Linked DNA regions of Sus scrofa: regions 2 and 3 are each linked to region 1. Evidence: chromatin contacts called from public Hi-C and HiChIP or PLAC-seq data. All regions are on one chromosome and are shown on one strand. The core of a region is the stretch at or near the end of the contact, and the rest is flanking DNA. Distances in the headings are between cores, read along the strand shown. Region 1 overlaps ATP8B4 (probable phospholipid-transporting ATPase IM). Region 2 overlaps ATP8B4 (probable phospholipid-transporting ATPase IM). Region 3 has its middle 17 kb from the start of SLC27A2.

Region 1 (2,770 bases), core at 203-2,702:
AACAAACAATTTCAGAATCTTCATGGTTCAAGGTAATAAGAGTTTATTTTTTAAGCATGTTACTTGTCCAGGATGAGCCAGCAGAGGGACTCTGCTCATCATAGTTACTCACAAGGGAACTGCCACTATCTCAGATGCTTCCAGCTGCAATACTAGAGGGAAAGAGAAAGCTCTGAAGAGTCTCACACCTACAACTTAATGCTTCAACCCACACTCTCACAACTCATTGACCAAAAAGAGTAACATGTGTCCAAAAGGCAGAAAGCCAGAAACAGTAATGGATATCACCAATGGCCACCACAACCAGAAATGTAAACAAACCCTAATATTTGAAGAGTACAAGACACATAAGCTACAAAAAATAAATACCAAGCAACCTCAATGCTCTCAAACAAGTCCTATTTCAATGCCAGATGTAACAGATATTTGACTATTTTCCCCTTCCCCTCAGCTGACAATGCTCCAAATTTCTTAGTCCTGTGATCTGTAAACTCAACTCCCATCCATAACTCCAGGGTCAGGCCCAGATGAGCTTAAACCAACTATATGGCCCATCCTCCTAAATATACTTTGAATTCAGGGATTAGCACATGACACATGTCACATGATTAAGGTCTTAATAATAGTCATTTTATCAGTTCTGGGAATTTGCTGGAGACATAAGTTTTCTCCCTCTTACTGGATTCCAACCTAGGAAGCAAGTAGTCCTAAGGGTCACCGACAGCATCTCAGAACCAAGAGTGGATGAAGCTGCCAAGAATAATTCTTACACTGAAGATGCAGGGCCAAGAAATGCAGAGAAATAAACTAGTCCAAGCTTCTCCTGAGGCTAGTCATACCTCTGGCTTTTTAGTTATATGATCTGTCCATTTATAGTATTGTCTAAGTCAGTTTGAGTTGATTTTTCTTTTATACCCAACAAATCAAATCTCAAGTAAGAGGGTTAATAATATACACAAGATTAGTTTGTGTTTTTATATAATAGTTTACTTTTATTTCTATATTTGCCTTAAAGAGTGAGTCATGGACGGCTGAGCCTAAATGCAGTTGGCGGTTGTCTGGGGACACTGCCTGCGTCTATGAATCCCACAGGCCAAACCCCAGGAGCTTTCGCAATGATTACCAAAGTTTCAGCACTAGCAAAAGATCTCCCCACATTTGATGAAATATTTTTATGTTGTAACAGCTATAAAAAGTAACTGTCAGGATCTTGGGTGGGAGAGGCTATTTTTCTTACCAGAGAGGCAGCAGATAGAGTACTATTATAGTACAAGTTGGATTCTAAAGAGAAAAATAGCCCTGACTTTTAGGGAAGAGATTATCTCTAAACCATAAAATGAAAACCAAAAAAGAGACTGTCCACAGACTACTTGCATTAAAAAGGAAGTGGTCTAAAGGCATTTGCACCATGCAGGAAATATGTGACACGCCCATGTTTATGCAAAGATCCCAAAAAAATGCATGTATGGGACAAGCTGGCCTGGAGATTGGACATCTGGCGCCTCACTGGTACCAGGCAGAACCACAGCTCCTCAGTATGAGTCAAGGTTGCTCAGTGAGGAATCCACAGCATTCACAGTTGGGAGGAATCGAGAAGTGATAACACTCAACCCACAGAAGGGGCTTTACAGAGAGTCATCAATAAACACTGGTTACATTCATTATCACCAATACCACCATCATCATCATAACATTCTCCTGTGCCTGGGCTCCCCACCATAAGCAAAAACATTTGTGGCAGGGGAGAGAGCAGAGGGCACATTTCCCCCAATGTTCACCTATTCATTCATCTAAGGGTCTTCTATGTGTCATGCAATGCGTCATTGAGCCAGAACTATAGAGGTGAATAAGCAAAGACCTGACCCTGCACTTTAGTTGTAGGAAGAGAGGCAGGAATAAGCAGATGATAAACTTGTACACTGATGACACAATTTAAGTAAGTGATCAGTGCTATGAAGAAAACAGTGAGCAATAGAGTAGGAACACCTTGCCTGACAAGAAGATGCCTGCTTCATGTACCTTCAAGATGACCCTACCTATGAGACCACTAAACACCTGTCCCCCAGGGGATGTCCAAAACAGTCCTTCAAGCTATCAGAAAAATAAATTAAGAATTTCCATACATATTTTAACAAAGATTTCAAAATGTAAAGTTACTAATATTTAATGCACATATGTATTCACACACATACAAATGTACATTTCTATGAATACATACACACATAAACATTATAATTACAGATATACAAAGTAAATATGGGAAGTAAATATTGTAAAGATTCTCTTTTCACAAGTAGGGAGCATACTTAGAAAGTTTTAAGAGGGCCAAGTTGAAGACGCAACACTGTTATGGTCAAAGGAAATGAGTACGACTCATGTGTCACCAAGGCTTAGACACAGAAAGGAAAATTTAGTTTGTGTGTAATGGTGTCTCTTGTATCATAAAATGACACTAGCTAACAGGGGTTGTCTCCTGACATATGCCAAGCACTGGACTGAGCACTGAACATGCATAATCTCATGTAATCTTCAAAAAATTCCAGCGAGCTGTTACCACTTCAGCATCATTTTACAGATGAGAAAATCGAGGCTCAGAGAAGTTTTAAGAGTTGCCCACAAAAGCTATGTTGCATGGAGTCATGTGTTCTCCCAAATGGTATGTGTTTCCTGGTAAATGAGTCAGAAACAAGGAGTCAGTCTCTAGCCTCCCTTCTGATCAGTAAACTCACTCACCCTCTTAGGACATTCTTCATCTGGTGAAAAGAGCCTC
Region 2 (2,770 bases), core at 172-2,671, 180 kb before region 1:
ACTCTTCCCTTGACTTCCAATCTGGCAGAAGACATGATTCCAATAACAGAGAACCAGCCCCTCAAATACCCATCTGCTCCACAACATACCTGATCACTTAGGGTTGGGAATAAATCCACCCTCAAAAATCTGAATGTCACTATAGGCATAACTGAAGCCACTGTCGTTAAGAGAACAACAAGCCAGATGCACTTCTGGTTCAAGGAATGCCATGCAATTCCTATTATTAAAGAAAAATATATGTTATGGTTATAAATAGAACTGAATTATGAAATTAATCGGTTCTTTGTCTATTCCCACAGATCTTTTCTGGAGGGGTGAGGTTTGGCGTACCTAGAGAGAACCACTGAGTATTTTTCCCAATACCTAGAATGCTCAGTGGTGATGAGAAGAAGGCAAGAGTGGTAGGATCGGCCTTGGAAATTCAGACAAAGCCAGGCATTCTCAGATCCAGCTCAGTCCAGCTTCACTCCTAAGGCAGAACTGTTTTATCTGGCCTCAAGATCCCTCAACTACAAAGCAGCCATTATTTTTAAAATGAATAAAACTATCATATCAAAGCAACAGAAATATTATACCAAAACTACACAGTCTATGTCCTGGATGCAAGTACAATCTCAAGTAATGGTCTTATCAACTGCCTATGTCATAAAAGGTGATCTGTATCCACTTTTAAATTGAGGCAACAGCCCCAAAGAAGCTGCCTCAAAGCAACTTACTGATCTCTCTGATGTTCACTTGGTTACAAAATACTCCAGGTTCCAAGGAGATCATGGATGCTCCTAGGTTTGTGAAAAGAACATCATTCCCTACACTGGAAAATCACTGATGCAGCTATTCAGTATTTTAATTCATAGAGTAGTGAAATGCATTTCCAAGCCTGGAGCTAATTTTCTTATTTTGTACTCACACCTCATATACTGGGGCGTTTGTTTAAACAAAGCAATAAGGGTCAGTAAGGCAGAGAGACGAATTATATGGAAGATGTCTACCCTCTTATATTGCCAAAATAAACTTGTTCCTTTTGGTTTTCTAGGCACATGATACCTCCAGTGACCCAGGTTTCCCATCCCAATGCTACAGTGTTAACAGAATTTGAATGGGCTGTCATTATGAGGGCTTGGCTACTTATTGGAATGTCTGCATTCTCTGTCTTAGGAGCATAGAATCTGCCTACCAAAGAGCATTTTTCCAGTTGCTTGAGCAGAGACAAATTTGACTCAATAAATTAAATGTCTCTTGGAGCTCCTTGAAGCTCAGTATCCCCCAGGCATGGCTGGAAAAACAAGCTTCACTTTAAAACCACACTCCTGCTTGCTGCTGGCTACCAAAAGGAAAAAATTATTTTTTTCTTAAACCTCAATGTTGATCTAACTTTTGAAAAGTCTCATTGGACCTCAGTAATTAATTCCTGGGATGGTATGTGCTTAGCTGGAAAGAGTGGTCCCCACATAAACTACTTTCTCCAGTTAAGGCATTCCAGTCTCATTATGCATGCCCAAATGGTCTCTTGGGACTGGAAGTCTTCTGGTCAAAGCACTGAACTTTGAGATTTATCAACCCCCAAAAAAGAGAGAAAGAAAAACTTAAAAATAGTTTTAATGTCTCTTTCTTTCCTAATATGCTAATTCTTATTCATAACCATCATGCTTCTGCATGGTTGGAATCCTTTGGTAAACAAAGGATTAACGTTACATATTAAGTAAGAGTGGTGAAATTTAAAGATTTCCATGGACACACAGAGCAAGACAAAAACTGAATACAACACTCTGAAATGTAGACATGTGTTTAAATGGAATTATAATGTCAGGTGCTTTTGGAAATGTATACCCCTATAGTTGCCCTCACGTTGCTTTTTACATGAAGCAGTGTTTTCAGCATTGTTTTTCTAGACTGCATATTCCAAACAGTGGATGCAAATCACAGTCTTGCCTGATTGAGCACAAGAAGGTTGTCACTTTGTATATCTCTTTTCCACAGTTTTGGAGATGAAGTCAGAAACATATCTGTTACCAACTTAGCTCATACATACTACAGATTTCAAAAACTCTTAAAAGTCTATTAATGGACCCACTGTGTAAAGCTCAGTGGCCCTTGCTTGGAATCATTTTGAAATGAAGAATATAATGGTAGTGTACTCGGTAGACAGACTAGAGGTATACTCTCTGCAGAATCTCAGGGGTTTAAGGGATTTTAGAAGGTCTTTTACTACTCATCTGCTGTTCTAATCACTTGCAATGTCACCAACCAATCATTGAGCCACACTTTCTTTAATCACCATTATCATCATCACAGGTAATGTTTATTGAAAAGGTACTACGTACCAAACTACATGCTAAGCATTTTATATATGTTATTTAACTCTACAAATTTTCTATAAAAGAGGAACCATTAATATCTCTAGTACAGAACTGAAGACATTAAGGCATGAAAAACAAAGGAAAGTTCCCTAAGGTCACACAGATTGTAAGTGGCAGAGATGACACTTAAAACCCTGCCTGTCTAACTACAGAGCTTACCCTTTGTGTACTTCTAGACCAATGTCTAACAATTTTTAAAATTAAAATTAATAAATTTTATAGTATTTCTTTATTTTATAAATGCAAATAAGTTCCACAGGGGAACTTTGGCAGAGATTTGATAATGTGGCATGAAAGAAAGCCTAGTTTTTCTTTCTTTTCCCTCTATCATACTTGAACTTCACACGTTTTCCAGGAAGCCCTGATCTACAGGTGCTGGGCCTCTTGTTTGCGAAGGGACAGTTCACTGT
Region 3 (2,770 bases), core at 177-2,676, 130 kb after region 1:
ACCTGCTCTGTTTTTTTTTTTTTTTTTCCTTTTTCTTAAAGCTGCCTCCTTCTACCCACACCTTGGGGTTCTGCCCCCTCCTAATACCAGCTGCAGCAAAGGCATCCTTCTCCTCTTCCTCTTCCTGCTTTGCTGTCCCTATAGTTAATAAGCACACAAGCCCTTTTCATTTTAAGGGATGTTCACTGATGATTACTACAAGGTGGGGGGAGGCAACTAAAGTGGGGAGAGAGAAAGAGTCCATACTCTCCAGGGTCTTACCATCACGATCCTGATCCATGGTTCTGGATTCCCTAATTCAGAGAGATGAGCCAGGTGGGAATTTTGATAGTAGAGCTGCCGGAGTCAAGTTGATGACGTGGGATGGTCCTGGGCTCACCTCCTCCCAGAAGACACACTGAATCTAAAGCTACATGTGAAACAATTTCCAAAGAGGAGGGGGGACCCTAAAACCTGTCTTAACTCCTACAAATGAGGCAAACGAGGGAAAACCCACCTTGAAGTAGGTAGGGGGTCTGGGACACAATGCTGCCATAAACCTCACCCCAGACTCGGCAGCCTACCATAGGGAAGGAACTGAGACCTCGGGCTTCTCCCTGAGGAGTGAAGGGTTTGAACCCCATATCAGACACTCCAAATTTTACAACTTGCACCTGATAGACAAGCCCCAAAGCATATAGCTGTGAAAACCAAGCAAAGTCAGGTCTAGGGATCCCACAAGGCTAAGCGGCTCTTAAAGGGCCCTTGGGCTGAGACTCACCTGGAGGCACCCAGACCCTGTGTAAAGGAGGCTCACCTGCTAGTACTAAAGCATCGGCCTGGAGGTGGGCAGGCATCTAATTTAGCACAGGGGGACGGCTGGTTTGTGGGCATCATCCTTACGCTCTCCCTCTGCCTCACTCTAGCTAGTAAGCACCACCTTTTTCTCTTTCTCACTCTCTCTTTTTCACATCAGGCACCATCTATAGCTCTCTGTCTGCCTCGTTCCAGCGGGTGGGCACCATCTTTGTCAAGCACCAGAGCACCAATATCTCCTGGAGGGGAGCTTTTACTTGCGTCTGATAGCCTAGATTTTGTGCCTGCCACCCAGGGGGATTCCATTTGATTACCTGGCTCCGGAGGGCAGGGGGCTTTCCCATCCTGGGTCTCAGGAGACTGGAACGATCAGAGAGGCTGTTCCCAGCAGGCTACCACCCCCAGGGCACTGCACAGACTGCCGACAGAAACACACCCCAATCTTCTGTGAAGGAGGCCTATTGGCTTGTTCAGAAGCTTCGGCCTACAGGCAGGCTTCTGGTCGGGCACACAACTAGAAGCCAGTGGAGGGGCTCTCAGGGAACAGAGACCAGTGGACACCATCTTCGTGCTCTCTCCCTTTGCCCAGCGCCAATTCGCTGGTATCACCCAGAAAGGAGCTTATGCCCTTATCTGGCACCCTAATTTTTGTGGCTCCCACAAGGGGGCACCAGAGGGTGGCCAATTAACTTATACCTGTAGGTCCCACAAAAGAATTCTTTAACAGCTACCACCCCAAGGCTCAACAAAAGGAAACAAACCCAGAGCTCAGTCTTTCTGTGAAGGCAGGCTACTACCTTAACATTATAAATGCAGCCTGAGAGGCAGGCTTCTAACTAAACGCACATCTGAGGGCTGACTAGTCCTTTCCAGAAACTTGGGAGGCAGACACTGTCTTCCTACTCTCATGGGGCCAAGCTCCACAGCACCAGTATCTCTGGGACAAGAACTTTTACATGCATATAGTCCCCCAATTTGTACATCTGGTACTCATGTTTTTACAGCAAGAGGCCTGGGAGATGCCCCTCAATTGCTGGTAAATGTAAATATATAGTAAAGATAATGGATTAATCACATATAAAGGATACCCTATTGTATGATGTTGGTGGCAGAAACACAGAGGGGAAAAGTGAAAGATATTATCAAATAATTCTATCGAAAGTGATAGACTTTTATATTCACAATCGTCACATTTTTCCTCATTTTTTTTCATGGAATAATGTGGTATTATAGATGGCGTGATTTGCAATTATCCACCTTTCCTCTTATCCACAGTGCCTGCCTTTCCCCAACAGGTAACTCTTATCTACTATTTACTTCAGCACCTTTTTCAAAGTTCTCCTACTCCTAGAAGCCTCTCTGACTAGTCCCAGCTGATAGGATCACTCCTCTCCTCTAAATGGAAACAGTTGGTTCCTTATCATGTTACACAAATGATTATCATGCCTGGCCTTGCTAGGTCACTTCTGGGGATTGTACTGCCACTTCCTCAAATTAGGATTCCTCAACCTCAGCCCAGGCCAGGGCTATCATGAACCCATGCGTGAACTCAGCAGCCAACTAGCAAGTGGGAGGCAGCGAAAAAACAGAATGCAGAGGAGTTCTTGTCATGGCTCAGCAGTAATGAACCTAACCAGTACCCATGAGGATGGGGTTCGATCCCTGGCCTTGCTCAGTGGGTTAAGGATCTGGCGTTGCCATGAGCTTTGGTGTAGGTCACAGATGGGGCTCGAATCCAGTGTGGCTGTGGTGTAGGCCGGCAGCTGCAGCTTTCATTCAACCCCTAGCTTGGGAATGTCCATATGCGGCGGGTGCTGCCCTAAAAAGCAAAAAAAAAAAAAAAGGAAAAAAAAAATACCAGGACATAGAATCCTATCACTTGACACCTGGCATGGAGTTTCCAGGTCTGTTCCCAAGCATTCAAATAAGTGGCTTTTTGTAGTAAGACCATTTCTACAGATGCCTAGCTGCTGGG

The links. Hi-C and Micro-C count contacts between places; a contact is called where the count stands out from the background. HiChIP or PLAC-seq counts read pairs in DNA pulled down with a chosen protein or histone mark.
Region 2: a contact with region 1 is called in a Hi-C map of fibroblasts, with 4 times the contacts expected there. The contact joins two enhancer-like sites. A contact is called at or near these places in 2 of 47 Hi-C or Micro-C datasets (embryonic fibroblasts and fibroblasts).
Region 3: a contact with region 1 is called in an H3K27ac HiChIP or PLAC-seq map of alveolar macrophages. The contact joins two enhancer-like sites. A contact is called at or near these places in 7 of 47 Hi-C or Micro-C datasets (alveolar macrophages, embryonic fibroblasts, mesenteric adipose tissue and 2 more) and 1 of 2 datasets of contacts at active chromatin or transcription factors (alveolar macrophages).

What each region holds. Positions count from the first base shown.
Region 1 is chr1:121,723,958-121,726,727 of Sscrofa11.1, reverse strand. The region is part of intron 3 of ATP8B4 (probable phospholipid-transporting ATPase IM); the gene reads right to left. Among named protein-coding and RNA genes, the nearest start is that of ATP8B4, 96 kb to the right of the region's middle. Within about 2 kb of position 1,452, at least 21 of the 83 cell types and tissues checked have an H3K27ac peak or open chromatin away from gene starts, as enhancers often do. A contact at or near this core is called in alveolar macrophages and embryonic fibroblasts, where this site is marked.
Region 2 is chr1:121,908,037-121,910,806 of Sscrofa11.1, reverse strand. ATP8B4 (probable phospholipid-transporting ATPase IM) reads right to left here. Exons shown (of 29, transcript XM_021095810.1): 28 at 90-220. Among named protein-coding and RNA genes, the nearest start is that of DTWD1, 230 kb to the left of the region's middle. Within about 2 kb of position 1,421, at least 6 of the 83 cell types and tissues checked have an H3K27ac peak or open chromatin away from gene starts, as enhancers often do. A contact at or near this core is called in embryonic fibroblasts, where this site is marked.
Region 3 is chr1:121,594,562-121,597,331 of Sscrofa11.1, reverse strand. No RefSeq gene overlaps it. Among named protein-coding and RNA genes, the nearest start is that of SLC27A2, 17 kb to the right of the region's middle. Within about 2 kb of position 1,426, at least 3 of the 83 cell types and tissues checked have an H3K27ac peak or open chromatin away from gene starts, as enhancers often do. A contact at or near this core is called in alveolar macrophages, where this site is marked.